Linked DNA regions of Muntiacus reevesi: region 2 is linked to region 1. A link is a contact called in public Hi-C data. All regions are on one chromosome and are shown on one strand. The core of a region is the stretch at or near the end of the contact, and the rest is flanking DNA. Distances in the headings are between cores, read along the strand shown.

Region 1 (7,495 bases), core at 3,178-5,677:
GGTTGTCTGAGACGGTGTCTCGGTTCAGGCAGCTGCAGCAGCTCCCCATGGTGTCAGAGCAGCCTGCCTGCCCTAGGGAAAAACACAAAGGACAGTTAAATCATCACAGCCAGCTCCCCAAAGCCCTGCTCTGGGGATCTCTGGCAGAACCAACCCGCTGTGATCACCTACTCTGTCCAAGACTCACAGTCCCTTCCTCAAGGAATTCACACTCTCAATCTAGGGCCAGACACACACTGGATAAACATTAACTCGAGTTAGGATGTGTTAAGGATTAATGCTGATGGGGGGATGGAGAGAGCTTCTCAGGGGTAACATTTGATCTGGACCTTGAGAAGTATGTAGGATTCTGACTGACATATGATAGGGAAGGGCAGCCTGGGCAGCATAAAAAACATGGCTGAAAGGAGGGACCTAGGGGAACGGATCTGCATCAGGAGCTGGGTGCCAGCCAGGGGCCTCATCCAGATTCAGCAAAGAAACTGTAGGTGGGGAGTCCCAGACACTTTGGCCTGGAACTTTCTCCGGTTCCTCCTGTCCCACCTCACTCAGATCCTCTCTTTGCCTTTCTTACCACCACCCCGACATCTCAGTTCAGTTGCTCAGTCGTGTCTGACTCTTTGCAACCCCATGGACTGCAGCATGCCAGGCTTTCTTGTCCATCACCAACTCCCAGAGCTTGCTCAAACTCATGTCCATTGAGTCAGTGATAGCATCCAACCATCTTATCTTTTGTCATCCCCTTCTCCTCCTGCCTTCAATCTTTCCCAGCATCAGGGTCTTTTCCAATGAGTCAGTTCTTTGCATCAGGTGGCCAAAGTACTGGAACTTCAGTTTCAGTCCTTTCAATGAATATTCAGGGTTGATATCCTTTAGGATTGACTGATTTGATCTCCTTGCTGTCCAAGGGACTCTCAAGTCTTCTCCAACGCCACAGTTCAAAAGCATCAATTTTTTGGTGCTCAGCTTTCTTTACGATCCAACTCTCACATCCATACATGACTACTGGAAAAAGCACAGCTTTGACTAGATGGACCTTTGTCGGCAAAGTAATGTCTCTGCTTTTTAATATGCTGTCTAGGTTGGTCAAGGCTTTTCTTCCAAGGAGCAAGCGTCTTTTAATTTCATGGCTGCAGTCTCCATCTGCAGTGATTTTGGAGCCCCCCAAAATAAAGTCTGTCACTGTTTTTACTGTTTCCCCATCTATTTGCCATGAAATGATGGGACTGGATGCCATGATCTTCGTTTTGTGAATGTTGAATTTTAAGCCAACTTTTTCACTCTCCTGTTGCACTTTCATCAAGAGGCTCTTTAGTTCCTCTTCACTTTCTGCCATAAGGGTGGCGTCATCTGCATATCTGAGGTTATAACATCTATCTCAAATTTATTTTTGATGTTCTCTTCAAATGAGATGTTATATTATGGTTAAGAGATACATTCAGATGATAGAAATTGAAAACAGACCACTATTTTCATAACCTTGAGTAGGCATTTCTTCATTAAAAAAACAAACACTCGGTTTGCTCCCCTTTGTCCAAACGGGAGACCAGAGGCCTTATTATCTGGCTTTTCCCTCTCGGATTACGGCACTCAAATTAGACGTCACAACATTTGGACCTGTGGCTAGAATGGAGATGACACCACCAGGCTACAGTGACCTAAGGGAGCAAGCACACCCATGGACCAATCCCAACCAGAAATTATGGGTTTGCAACTTGCTGCGCTGCAAGAAATCAATCGGTAGGACTAGATACCTTCTAGAACTTCCACTGAAAGTGTAAAGTCTTGAACAATCCTGACCTGCACCCTCAATTCCTCCCAACTTGGGAAATTCTAGAAAAGTGGCTCCTATACACAGGTCTCACCTCACCCAGGCCATCGGAGAGCTGACCATGGGAGGGGCATGGGGAAGGACCCCCACTTTATTCCCCCTGTTCTTGGTGGGGCGGCATGGCAAGCAGTCTGCAGAGAAGTCACTTGGATCTCCCTGGAATACACCTGGGGCTCACCTAGCATAGGAGACAGAGACCACAGGTTAGTGGAAAATTTCTAGCCTCACCCCTCAATTGTTAATGAAACTGACTTGCTGTCAGTCCATCCCACCGGGATATCCATTCCAGGCTCTAATGGGATATAAATGCCAGTGAAGAAAGATCAAGGCCAAAGGGACCATAAATTCTAAGCCCCATAGGCCCTGAGAGGGAAAGACTCCCCTGGAAACAGTGACTTTGAAGTCCGAGAGAGGCCAGAACATTTTAAGTCACTTCTAGACCCTCTCTGAATCCTGTTACAACCAATACCAAGATCATCACCTTACCTTTGCAGAGAACTTGAACTCTACAGAGAGCTCTCTCAAGAAGACACGAAGATGTATTGGAAAGAGCAATGGCTTAAGATTCAGGAAACCAATATTCTAGTTTTTATGTTCCTGCTAAGTATCAGAGAGAGTCTGCCAAGCAGATCCTCCATCGCCACCCACAACTCCCACCCCAACGTCTTTAAGGGAAACAGCTTTCCAGTTTTTGCGGGAAACAGCTGTAAACTATGGAGCTTCACCTCTAGAAGTAAGTACATAGGACAAACACCACTAAAATCAACATTTTCCTCTTCTAGGACAAGCTCCTTCAATCTCACATTTGGAACCTTGATAGACTTTCTGTTCTCCAAGCTCCAAAAGGCCTATAATTTAACACAAATGCTATCAACCAAAATTTCAGTAATGTGAGCCCTCGGTGGACAAGTCAACAAGTCAGGACCCTGGAGATCCTTGAAATCCCACCCTCCTGCTCTGGAAAACAAGGTCATTTCCCAGGGCCCCAGGTGCTCTGCATTTTTGGGTACTTTCCAGGTAAAAGGACCCCTGCCCTCTGTCTGGCCTACTCTCTGGAAGGGGCAGCGGGCTGAGGAAGATGTGCACAGCTGGGTAAAGACGGGCAGCTGGGTAAATACTGGGGCTTGAGCCACCAACAGAGAGTCTGGGGGTGAAGCCAAGAACGGCAGGGTGCAAGATGAGGGAGGACGCTGCATCTTTTCCTGTTTCCTTCACTGCTCTTAAAGATACCAGGACATATGACAGCCCAGCTAAGGCGGTGACATCGGGTGACAGGAGGAGAAGGCTCTGCTCTGAGACAGGTGTGGACTGGGAGTAGGAGTTTGAGGTTATGGCGGATCAAAACGTGTGAGATGGATTGGGGAAAGGTGGATAAATGCTTTGGATTTGAGCACGGTGTAAGGAGAATGGAGGAGCATGAAGACTCAGAGGAATTTCAGGACGGTGGAAGCATCTGGATTCATCCCAGAGAGAATGGTGGTTCTGGGGGCGTAGCAGGGGAATTTGCAGGAGACAGGGGTTCTCGGGACTCCAGGACACGCGAAGGTGTGTCGGGGGTGGGGATAGGGTGGTTCTGGGAGGTTAGAGGCAGATTTAGGTAACAGAGTTGACGGGAATTTCTAGATGCCGGGAAGGAATAGGGGAGGTCAGGGCCGCGCGTAGTCCCTAGATCCCCGCCCCCAGCCCCGGGGCTCCACCGCCCGCCCTCCCGGTACTTCCTCGGGAGGGAGCGGCGACTGCGGCGAGGCGCGGTGCGGCCTCGGTGGAGCCGCCTTGTCCCAGCCCCGCCGCACCCCGACTCACATCGCCCCGCGGCCCGGGCGGCGCCGGGCCCCGCTCCCGGGTCCCGCTGCAGCAGCCGCCGCCCGCCCGGAGCTAAGGCCTCCCCGCCCCGCGGCGGCGGGGTCGGAGGTCACCGGCTGCACCAACGAGACGCTGCGGGCAGGCGGACCCGATCGGGGGCGACCGGCGCGCAGCCTAGAAGGTCCCTTTGGAGGACTTTGCAGTACCGAGCAGGGAGCATGCGCAGACGCCAGAGGGCGCTCCGGGCCAGCGGCAGGGCTCGCCTGGCGGGGGCGGGGCGGAGCCTGGGGCGGGGGCGGGGCTCAGGGCGGGGCTGAGGGGACGAGAGGTGGGACCAAAGGTTTCCACTCCCAGCATCAGAAGAAGGACCGGAGCCGGGGGCGGGACCGGGGAGAAACACGAAAGATGGGGGAGGAACTTGAAGGGATGGAACAGGGAAGGGTAGTACAAGGGACCCCAGAAAGGGGCTGGGGACAAGGGGGAGGGAACTAGGTGGGGGTGGGGACACACAGACAAGGGCGGGCCTAGGAGACCAGAAGGAAGGTCTGGGGGGACCTGCAGGCTTCGAAAGGTGTTCTGTTCAGCGAGTGCTTGAGGACCCGGCATAACGATGGCTCCTGGGTGTCTGCTCAGCGCCCGCAGAGATGCGGTTCCAGGACTAAGCCCACGGGCGTGGGGGCAGTGGAGCCTGCACCGTTTTCACCCGAGATCCCTCAAATGCCTTCCTTCACTTAGCAGCTCTAGGCCCCTCCCCGAGCCGTCGGGCCCTACCAGCCCCTGAGAGGTGGACGGGGCCCGCGGGGCGGGGAGGCGGTTGCTGGGAGAGGAAGGGCCGCGCTCCCGGGGGCGGGCAGAGGCGGGCGCCTAGATCTGGAGGTGGAGACTGGGTGAGGGGCCCGACAGCGGCGTCTGTCCAGAACCGCCCAGACACCAGCGCTCAGCAAGGGTGAGACCCCAGCGGAGTCCCGTCCCCTCTCCTAAACTTCAGCAGCCGGACTGGGAACCCCAACTGACGGGAACCACACCGCGTCCCGCTTCGGAGGTGGGCCCCGAGAAACCCAAGAAAAAACTTGGGGATCTGTCAAGAGGGCACTTGGCAGGACCAGAAACTTCTCGAACCTTTCTTCCTCTCACTGTCCGGGGAAATCTTACATCCCTTACACCCCACCCCCCAACTTCCCAATCCCTAGCCTCTGCCCTTCAGGAAAGTAGAACTCCTGAGCCCGCTTACACCTGCGCCCGACGGGGAGGGGGTTCAGTCTTGTCTTATTTGTAAGGGGGGGAGGAGAATTCTGGAAGGAATCCAGCATGTTAGTAAGATGGAGTCCAGTGCTAAGTGAACGTGGAGTTATGCAGTCCTGGGGTGGGGACTGAGGGTGAGGCGTGAAGACTGATTTCTGAACGTTGGTCCTGTGTGAGATTTCATGCAAACTAGAACCTGGAAAAGAGGGTCTCAGTCCCATCCTGGCCCTGAGTGTGAACAGCCCATCCCGGCTGCTTTCCACAGGAAAACTGACCTGGGGGACAGAACAGGAAGGGAGCAGATGGGTGTGGGGCCAGGAAGCTGGGAAGGGTGGCAGGTGGGAGGGCTCGGGGCTGGGAAGCCATAGAATTTTTATGGTCCAAACCCTGTACCCAGCCCTAAAGCTGGGTCTTACGGAGGCTAGGGATTTGATGATCCCTTCTGGTGCCCTGCTGCCATCCCAGCTCTCAAAGGCAACTTCCTCCTCTAAAGCTTCCCTTAGCCTTCTCATGTGCCTAATTTCTAATGTAACTAACTTCTCAGGCAAGTTAGTTAACCTCAGTTTGTTTCAACCACAAAATGGGATAATAGAAACTACTTCACAGGATTGTTGTGAGGATGGATTATGTAACATGCTAGAAAAGTCTCTGCATGCAGTGGGTGCTAAATCACTTCAGTGGGTTGCCATGCCCTCCTCCAGGGGATCTTCCCCACCCAGGGATTAGATCTGAGTCTCCTCTGACTCCTGCATTGGCAAGGGGCTTCTTTACCACTAGCACTACCTTGGAAGCCCCAGAAAAGTCCCTGGCACAGAGTAAATATTCTAGAAAAGTTTTTTTTTTTTTTCTTCTTCTTCCTAGGATGCTGTGTCTATCTGCCCAGAATCCTGGCCCCATGCTGGCTGGTTTCATCGATGCCTGACCCAGTAGACGATGAGCTTGTTGTGGGCAGGGCTCATCCCTTTACCACTTCCGTAGTCACCTCCCATCTCCAAGATAATGTAGCCATAGCAGGGCTCACCCAGAGGAGGGCTAAAGAATTGCACTTAGAATTATCCAGTGAATTTGCTACTAGAGATAGACGATAGAAGCATAGGATTTTCATCTGTCCTGGAAGAGCTAATAGACCAGATGAGGAGCTGAGAGAGGCACAGCGGGCAAAGAGGAACATTAGGTGAGAAATCTGGGGACACTCACTGTACCTATTTCTGGAGCATAGGGGAAGGTGAGCTGGTATGGGCTGGAGAGGCTAAGAAGGGTCTCCTGGTGAAGTGGTTCTTTCACCTGGCTGAAGCCTACAGCGGAAGAAGTGGGAAGAGATGAGGAAGCAGGCTTCCTGGGTGCTGAGTGCCCAGTGAGGAACGGTGGGAGTTATGACTGGGGAGGTGGGGAACAGGGGCCAGTCCACGCAAAGGCTCACGGGGAAAGCGGCTTGTCTCCTTCTTCCATTACAGGCCTCTGCTTTCCTCCATCCCAATGCTGGGAGACCTAGAGTTGGAGCTTCAGAAACTCTGGAACTGAAAGCTTTGGCCTCAAGATCTGACTCTGCCATTTAGTAGCTTTGTGACCTTGAGCAGACCACTTACACTTACTGAGCTTCAGTTGGGCCATCTGTAAAATGGTGACCAGAATACTACCTAACTCATGTAGTTGATGGGAGGACTGAAGGAGATAATGCCTGTAAAGCACTTAGCCTGCCTAGCCCATTGTTATGGTCAGATAAATGGGAGGCCTCTTGCTGTTTTCTGTGCAGACTTTACCACCAATGTCACTGCTGAATTCTGGCTGGCCCCACCAAGTAAAGAGGCTGGCCTCTCCGGAGCTGAATCCACCAGTCAACTCAGACAGCAACCCAGACCACATGCCCAAGGAGGACCCTGAGGAGACTTCTGCTCAGGTGGGAGGAGTCCTGCCCTTCCCTCTGAGATTGACATCCACTTCATCCTTTGGACCTCTTCCCATTTCCACCCAGTGGGAGGTAGTTGGCCTTTGTGCCCAGCTTCTTGCAGCCCTTTTCCTTTGCAGGAATCCCTGTTCCTATAGCCCCCTCAGAACACAGGGGTTCAACTTCTCTATCTTATTGTTTTTTTTTCCAATTTGGTTGTGCTGTTCAGCTTGTAGAATCTTAGTTCCCCAACCAGGGATTGAACCTGGGACCTTGGCAATGAAAGTGCAGAGCCCTAACCACTGGACAACAAGAAAATTCTTCAACTTCCTTAAACTTATTCACACATATACATGAATTCTTTCCTATGGGGCTTATGTTGCCAAAGCAGAACCTAAGGGATTTGGCCCTAAGGAGTGAAGGGGGTGATTTCAAGCATAAGAAGGGAAGATGTTTTGGGGTGTGTCCTGCTAACTTGCCTCAGTGAGACCACAAACACAAGAATGGATCAACTGTCTTTGTGATCTTGAAGGAAGATTCTCCAAATTCAGGAGAGGGTGGACATTGTTCCGGATTGATGAAGAGGTGGCAATGAAGGAGGGCGGGTGGAAGGGGAGGGAAGGACAAACCAAGCTCTGCCTTTCTCCCTTTGCTGTGTTTCCTCAGGATCCTGAAGTTCTGAGCTGGGGGTACCCTGGCCTGGACACCACCCCAGCCCCCAGTTGGCCTGGGCT
Region 2 (7,495 bases), core at 3,412-5,911, 330 kb after region 1:
GGGATATGGCCCTAAGATGTGTAGTGACGGGTCTCTATAGGGTTTTAAAGATATTTGGAATGTTACAAATACTAAAAATCAAAAGATTTCACATAAATATTGGAATTTCATTTCATGTGGAAAATGTATACAATGTGACATCCCTAGGTCTGATTTTCCACATAACACAGGGGCTCTAGCAAGTAGCAGCTGTTTGCTCAGAAAGGGCACAGCCTGCCCTGTGGTCACCCTGTCCTTTCCTTACAGGCCTGGCTCCTGCAGGCATCTGGAGACCCGGCATTCACATATGCTATGAAGTGAAAACACTGAACCAGCAGTCCATTAGATACATCACAATTCCATTTTGGTGTGTGTGGTGTGCGTAGATGATTACATACAAAGGTCTAGAGGATTCATACCAAACTGTTAAAGGGGCTTATTTTTGAGGGGTGGGACTGCAAGCATTTGGTTTGGAACTTGTAAGGATTTTATAAAAACTACAAATAACCCCAAAACTGGGTTGATGGAACCCTGACTTTCACTTAAAGGAAACAAGGTTACACACTGCTCCTGGATTTTGCTTGTGATAATGCTCACTGTGAACAATAAAGCATTGTCCAGGCCCAGACTCACTGTCTTAAAATGAAAATAAAGACTTGAAGGCCCCACCCCCACTCCCCACCACACAAACCACTTCTATAATACCAAGTATTCAGCATCACTAATTATGACAACTCTGCACACTGTACTGAGCTAAAAGCAAAAAGCTCATTCCCACAGTTATCTGGGGTAAGTAATTTATTCAATTAGCTCTCACCTTGACAGCCTGAAAGCGACCCTGAGCACTCAGGGATATCAGAGAATACTTTCCTCAGGCTCACTGTGGGTCTGCCAGTATTCTAGAACACATTTGTTTTATTCATAAAGTGTTTGGGAAACAGCCTCAAATGAAATAAGGAGGAAAATTTATCGCTAAAGTAGCTTCTTATGCCAAGAAATAGGGAGTGCATACCGTAGGCTTGGTCAAATCCTTGGGGACATCAACGTGTAGGTTTGAAAACTGTACCCACTTCATACTGGTGCTGCTATGTGTGGAAACAAAGAGAAATCTAAGTAAAACAGCATAAGAGTCTATTTTCTTATCAATTTAGCAAATCCAATTATATACTTACAGAAGAAAGCCATCGTTTTTGGCTATACTGCTCCTAGAACTGCTTACAGAAAAATTCCTTGAACCCTTAAAAAAAGGGGGGATGTGTATCAGAATTGAAGTCAATTTCCAAACCAGTCAGTTTCCATTAAAACCCAAAAGGATGCTTCAAACAACAGGTTTTCTCTTTATTTTAGATGAAGATATGGGGGTAACTGGGGCTTCCCAAATAGTGTAATGACAAAGAGTCCACCTCCCAATGCAGGAGATCCTTGGGTAGGGAAAATCCCCTGGAGAAGGAAATAACAACTCACTCAAATATTCTTGCCTGGAAAATCCCATGGACAAAGGAGTCTGGCGGGCTACAGTTCATGAGGTGACAAAAGAGACACAACATAGGAACTGAACAAACAAAACAAACAACTAGGGTAACTAAATGCCAAATTAGGCTTCATTAGGAAAAAAAAGAAGACAATGGTAGAGTTGATAATCAAAAAGGACTCTCAAAATACCACAGACTGTATCTTTTAAAGCTCAGGAGCAAGAATTTTTTAAAAACAAGCAATTCTCACATGAATAGCTATGAATTAAATATGTGGACATTAAGGAAGAAAACATTTGACTTCATTTGACCATTATTTTTTACAGACTAAATGTATTTCAATATAATACATACTTTACTTAAATATTTTTGAGCATTAAAAAAAAGTGCCTTTATAATTTATTGGGCTGGAATAAGAATTCCAAAGTACTCTTGAAGTTTTCATCCTTTTCCAGCATATTTATTTCTTGCTTTGGCTGGGACAACTAGCTTATAAGTAACTAGCTATAACAACTAGCTTGTAGGTAAACTGAAATACACATTGGAATTTACACCCATCTACTATCACTACTGTGCCTCATACTGCAACAATCCAGCATTCCCAAATCCTTTATTATCAGCTCCCCCTGGTGGAACAAAACTTCCAGTTGTAGGAAATCTATCCTACTATATGTAACACATAATCTGCCACTTGCTTTTTCTTTTTTCTTAAGCTTTCCTGAGATTTAAAAGTGCAACCTGAGAAACTGGAAGCTTAACAGATCCTAAAAAACACTTCAAAGGTGAGAATACCAGTTTAGTACAAACAAAATTAAAACAACAGAGGGTCACCTAAGTTGTTAAGAAAGTCTATTCATAGCTTAGTATCCTTTTCCCTTTCTTTGCCGAAGGAGGAGGCAAATCAAAACTTCCGTAGCCTCCCTTGGATCAAGGGGGAAAAACAAAAAGAACAAAGGAAATCAAGCACAATACCACAAGGTGGTAAGAGGTACAGGCCTTTCTCCACACATACTCACAAAGAAAACTGCCTCCCATGTTTGTGGGCCAGTGAGCCCACAATCCAGTTGTGCTGAAGAACCACAGGTCTAAGGAATATGACACTTCCCAAGTATATTCCCCTGCTTTTAAAATCTCAAACCCCACCCTTATGGCAGAAAGTGAAGAGGAACTAAAGACCCTCTTGATGAAAGTGAAAGAGACTGAAAACGTTGGCTTAAAGCTCAACATTCAGAAAACTGAGATCATGGCATCTGGTCCCATCACTTCATGGGAAATAAGATGGGGAGACAGTGGAAACAGTGTCAGACTTTATTTTTTTGAGCTCCAAAATCACTGCAGATGGTGACTGCAGCCATGACATTAAAAGACGCTTACTCCTTGGAAGGAAAGTTATGACCAACATAGATAGCATATTAAAAAGCAGAGACATTACTTTGTCAACAAAGGTCCTTCTAGCCAAGGCTATGGTTTTTCCAGTGGTCATGTACAGATATGAGAGTTGGACTGTGAAGAAAGCTGAGCACCGAAAAATTGATGCTTTTGAACTATGGTGCTGGAGAAGACTCTTGAGAGTCTCCTGGACAGCAAGGAGATCCAACCAGTCCATCCTAAAGGAGATCAGTCCTGGGTGTTCATTGGAAGAACTGATGCTGAAGCTGAAACTCCAATACTTTGGCCACCTCATGCGAAGAGTTGACTCACTGGAAAAGACCCTGATGCTGGGAGGGATTGGGGGCAGGAGGAGAAGGGGAGACAGAGGATGAGATGGCTGGATGGCATCACCGACTCAATGGGCATGAGTTTGAGTAAACTCTGGGAGTTGGTGATGGACAGGGAGGCCTGGCGTGCTGCGATTCATGGGGTCTCAAAGAGTTGGACGCGACTGAACTGAACTGAAAGTGCTGTTACATCCACAAATGAACCTTAAGAAGTTCTTACCTTTTCTTTCCTTTCTTTTTTTGAGGGAGTGGAGTCTCTGCTCTGGGTAAATATGTCTTAAAAATAATTCAAAATTTCAACCTTTAATGCTACCTGACTTAAGGACAGTGGTTCTCAAAGTGTGGTCTAAGGACCTCTGAGGGACTTCTGAGACACTTTCAGAGGCGGCTCCCGAGGCTAAACTTAAATTTTTTTATAATAACAGTAAGATGCTACTTTCAACTTTCCCACTCGAAGTCTCTCACCAGAGTACAATGAAGTTTTCCAGAGACTGTATGGCCTCTGACGTAGTAAGAGACTGCAGAAGCAACTAGAGAAGCTGTCTTCTATTTAGCCAGACATTAAAGATGTTTGCAAAAACATAAAACATGCCACTCCTCTCTCTCAATTTGTTTTGGAAAATCTACTTGCTTCCCATAAAACCACTAATTATGTTAACATGTAATGAGTTTATTAGTGTTATTTTTAAGATTCTCGGTTGTATTTTCTAATAAGCTAAAAAATCGATAGCTTAAACGACACAAAACCCAAAATTCTTTGGAGTTCTCAACAATTAAAAAAAAAACTTTTTCTATTGTATGGAGTATAGCGGATTAACGATGTTGTGACTGTTCAGGTAACAGCGAAGGGACGCAGCTATACATATACATGTATCCATTCTCCTAAAGAGTAGAGGAGTGCTGAAGCCAAATAAGAACGGCTGCTTGAATTCTTTGCTTTTTCTCCAAAAAACCCAGCAAAGGATATTTAACCCACTCCTCTGATTTCAGAGACTGTCATCTGAGTCTCAGAAACCTGGCTATCAGGAAGGTATTTCAATCTGATTCCGTGAGAAGCGTCTAAACTCTCAAGCCACCGAATTTTCGCGAGGTGTAGCTTCTTGACTTCTCTGAGCCTATTCCGCAAACGTGAAAGGCGGGGTCTGCAACATTCGCTCCAATATCCTTTCCACTTCTCATAGTCTACTCTTCTTCTCGTTCCTGTCTTTGCCCTGAATCATTAACTTCTGTTTTACCCTGAGAGAATTCGAGATAAAATCAGCCCTTTTCTCGCCACCTTCTTCCAAACAACGGGTCAAAGTGCGGAATAAATATCGCGGAAGATGGGAAGAATGACAAGTGGCAATCAGACGTAATGGTACCTGTCCCTCTTAGGCCGCCTAATCCACGTAGCACGCTCCTTACCTGCCACAGACGCCGGCCCATGGCCCCAAACACCGCTCGCGCCGCCATCTTGCCGTTCCCTCTCCCCAGGATCACTTCCGGGATCACAGAGGCGTCCTCTGACCATAGAGTTCCGCAGAAGGAGAGAGTGTATCCTTGTGTTCCGGCACGGGTATAACCATAGAGACGAGATTCCACGCTCTCTTAGGATGAACACAGCCGGCTTCCTTCAGGTCTTAACCTGGCCCATCCGCCTTCTTGTTATAGCTTCAGCTTGTTTTTAGGTAGTTACTGAGTTCCGTCAGTCGTTTATTCTTTGCAGTTCCTGTTTTGTTGGACGTAAACATAGCCACATGCTTGGAACAAATATGACTAATGTATTGACAGTGGTTATCTCTGAGTTGATGGTTGATTGATAGTTGATTTTCCTGTTATAACGGAGCAAAGCGCTTGTGTGCCTGTGGCTCGCAAAATAAACCAGACTGACAGTGGGGGTTTGCAGAGAGTAAGGATTTATTGCAGGGCGCCAGGCAAGAGAGTATGAGCCAAGCCTCAGATCCACTCCATGTTTGTCTTTGAGTTAAGGTATTCTTGTCTGGTTTTTTTTTTTTTTTTTTTTTTTAAAGGGGAATAACCAAGAGGCTGGGTTTAGTGGTCTTGTGACGTTTTTGAATCATAGTTTTGAGAGTCAGAATGTCTCTGGTTTAGGATTCCCTGGTCAGGTGGTCCACGATTTGGTGTCTGATACTCACCTTGCCTTGGAGACACAATCTGCGTTTATAACTTAGAGCTGAGAGCTGTAACTGCAATAGCCTTGGCAGGAGCCAGTGTCCTTTTCAGAATCAAGCTCCCTCTTTCAGTTGTGACATTCGCAGTTGGCTGGTCCCTCTTAGCCAGTGGAGTTTTCCTAGAGCTCTCCAACTCTGTTGCTGCTTCTAAAGCATCAGTCTCTCTTCTGGGATGGCTCCTCAGCCTGCCTCTGCTGCCCTGAACAAGCTGAGTGAGGGTTCTGCAGCGGCCAATGATGGTGACATTACAGCTTGCAAACAACATTTCCCTGTGTTACCTAATCGGATCCTCACAAGATGACGTACAGTTTATCCGAATTTAATAAGTGAGGAGACTGAGACTCGGAGATGAAATGACTCAAAGTCATGTGGTGGATTAGTTACAGCTGAACCAATAACCAGCTTCAACGTCCTAGTTCAATGCCTTTTCCACCCCTGCAACACCCCCGGAGTTGACTCTGTGATAAGGTCCAGCTCTACTTAAGTCTCTAGGATGTGAAGCATAGAGATCCCTGCTTCCCTATGCTCCTGCAAGAAAGGAGTTTATTTTTAAAGACAGAGATGGCCTTACCTACTCCTGAAACTGGAAAAGTGGGCTCAAAACGGCCTTCGGAACTGGATGCCCTCTCCACCCCTCTGGTCAAATATGGTCTCTTTATGGATGGCCTTTCTCTGCTTATAAATTGTGTCTGCTCCCTCAGATTCCCGCCTTGCACGTGACCACTGCTTGCTGCTTTTGGTTCACCAAGTTTCTCCATTCATACTCTTAAAATGCAGGAATTGGATTTGGTCCCCTTGTTTTCCAGGGCTAAACTGTGTCATCGAAAAGACTGTGGGCCTAATAGCTTTTGGTCAGGTGCCAGCCTTGGACCAATTAGCTGGGGGCAAACTGGGAATCATTGTGAGGGGCCAGTTGGGGTTTCACCAGCAGTGGGGTTGTGGACAGGGTCTTTTGGTATGGTGTGTAGGCATAGACAGTGCGGGTTTTTTGTTTTGACAACATTAAAGTTATTAGTTTATTAGCATGGATGGTGTTCTGAAGCTTGGCCAGTTCATTATGGGTCTCTTCCCTATGAACTAACCCTTCAAACCTCTGAATTAGTGTAAATGAACAGGAGATCAAGTGATTCTAGATGGTTGGTGCAAGTCTACCTTGCTTTATATCCAGGAAAAATAAGTGTGTGCATCAAATATTTCTAAGTTAAATCATACTTTGATTGCACCAGTTGTTCTGTTTTAAAAGACACCCCTTCTCCCTTGATTGTGCTGGTTTCATGGTTATACACTTATCTCCAAACTCATCAAGTTGAACACAATAAATATCTATACAGTTTATGTGTCAAACATACCCTTAAATAAAGTGGTTGGGAAAAGAAGAAATACCAAGACCATCGAAAATAAAATTATCGAAGCAGAGGATGTAATGATCCCAAACAGCCCAAAGAGAGATCCATGTTGTATGTTAAGGATGTGTGTGCTGCAATGTAAATCAAGCATATATGACTGCTTGGCCTTCACCCTCAAACAGAAGCATTAAACACATCTCTTGAGGGATAGCTGGAGGATAGCTTTTTTCAAAAGGTTCTCTCTCATAATAAAGAAATAATCAGTCCTTTGGCTCTTTTATACAGGGATATCTGAGACTCAAAAATCTATTACTAAATAAGATAATGTATTAATTAATGTTAGATAAATATTAATAATAATGTTCAGTTTCTTAACATGACTTCCTAATTATGTTTTGCTTATGTCAACATTAAAATGCAGCCTCAGTCCCCAGCTGGCTGGCTGTGACCAAGGGAGGTAGACTGGAGGTCTGTGGAACTAAGAGTTGACTTTAGGTAAACTCAAAAGAGGCTTTATTTACACATACACACATGCAGATAAACTTCTCTGGAAGATTAGAGATAACCACTTTAACAAATAGTTGCTGAGAACCTATTGGAAATTGCTGTGAATATGTGGGTGATGGTGAGATGGTTCAGTAATAGTAATAAACCATGAACTTTGCTCTTACCACTGGTGGACTTGGATCTGTTCCCAGGACCTGTATGTTTTTTCTAAGTATTAAATTCCTTGGCATGCAGGCAGGAATGATGTCACAGTCCTCTTTATCCACTCAACTCCCCCATGTGTAATAACAGCATAGAATAGT

Evidence for each region. Hi-C and Micro-C count contacts between places; a contact is called where the count stands out from the background.
Region 2: a contact with region 1 is called in a Hi-C map of blood, with 2.8 times the contacts expected there. The contact joins the promoter of MRPS10 here to the promoter of PRICKLE4 in region 1. A contact is called at or near these places in 2 of 3 Hi-C or Micro-C datasets (blood and muscle).

What each region holds. Positions count from the first base shown.
Region 1 is chr20:17,387,173-17,394,667 of mMunRee1.1, forward strand. It overlaps PRICKLE4 (prickle planar cell polarity protein 4), which reads left to right and starts at 4,428. Exons shown (of 7, transcript XM_065913360.1): 1 at 4,428-4,676; 2 at 6,630-6,773; 3 at 7,428-7,495. The coding sequence starts at 6,642. FRS3 (fibroblast growth factor receptor substrate 3) reads right to left here and starts at 3,794. Exons shown (of 6, transcript XM_065912383.1): 1 at 3,635-3,794; 2 at 1-72. The coding sequence starts at 49.
Region 2 is chr20:17,718,384-17,725,878 of mMunRee1.1, forward strand. MRPS10 (mitochondrial ribosomal protein S10) reads right to left here and starts at 4,662. Exons shown (of 7, transcript XM_065912530.1): 1 at 4,574-4,662; 2 at 1,152-1,216; 3 at 992-1,064. The coding sequence starts at 4,621.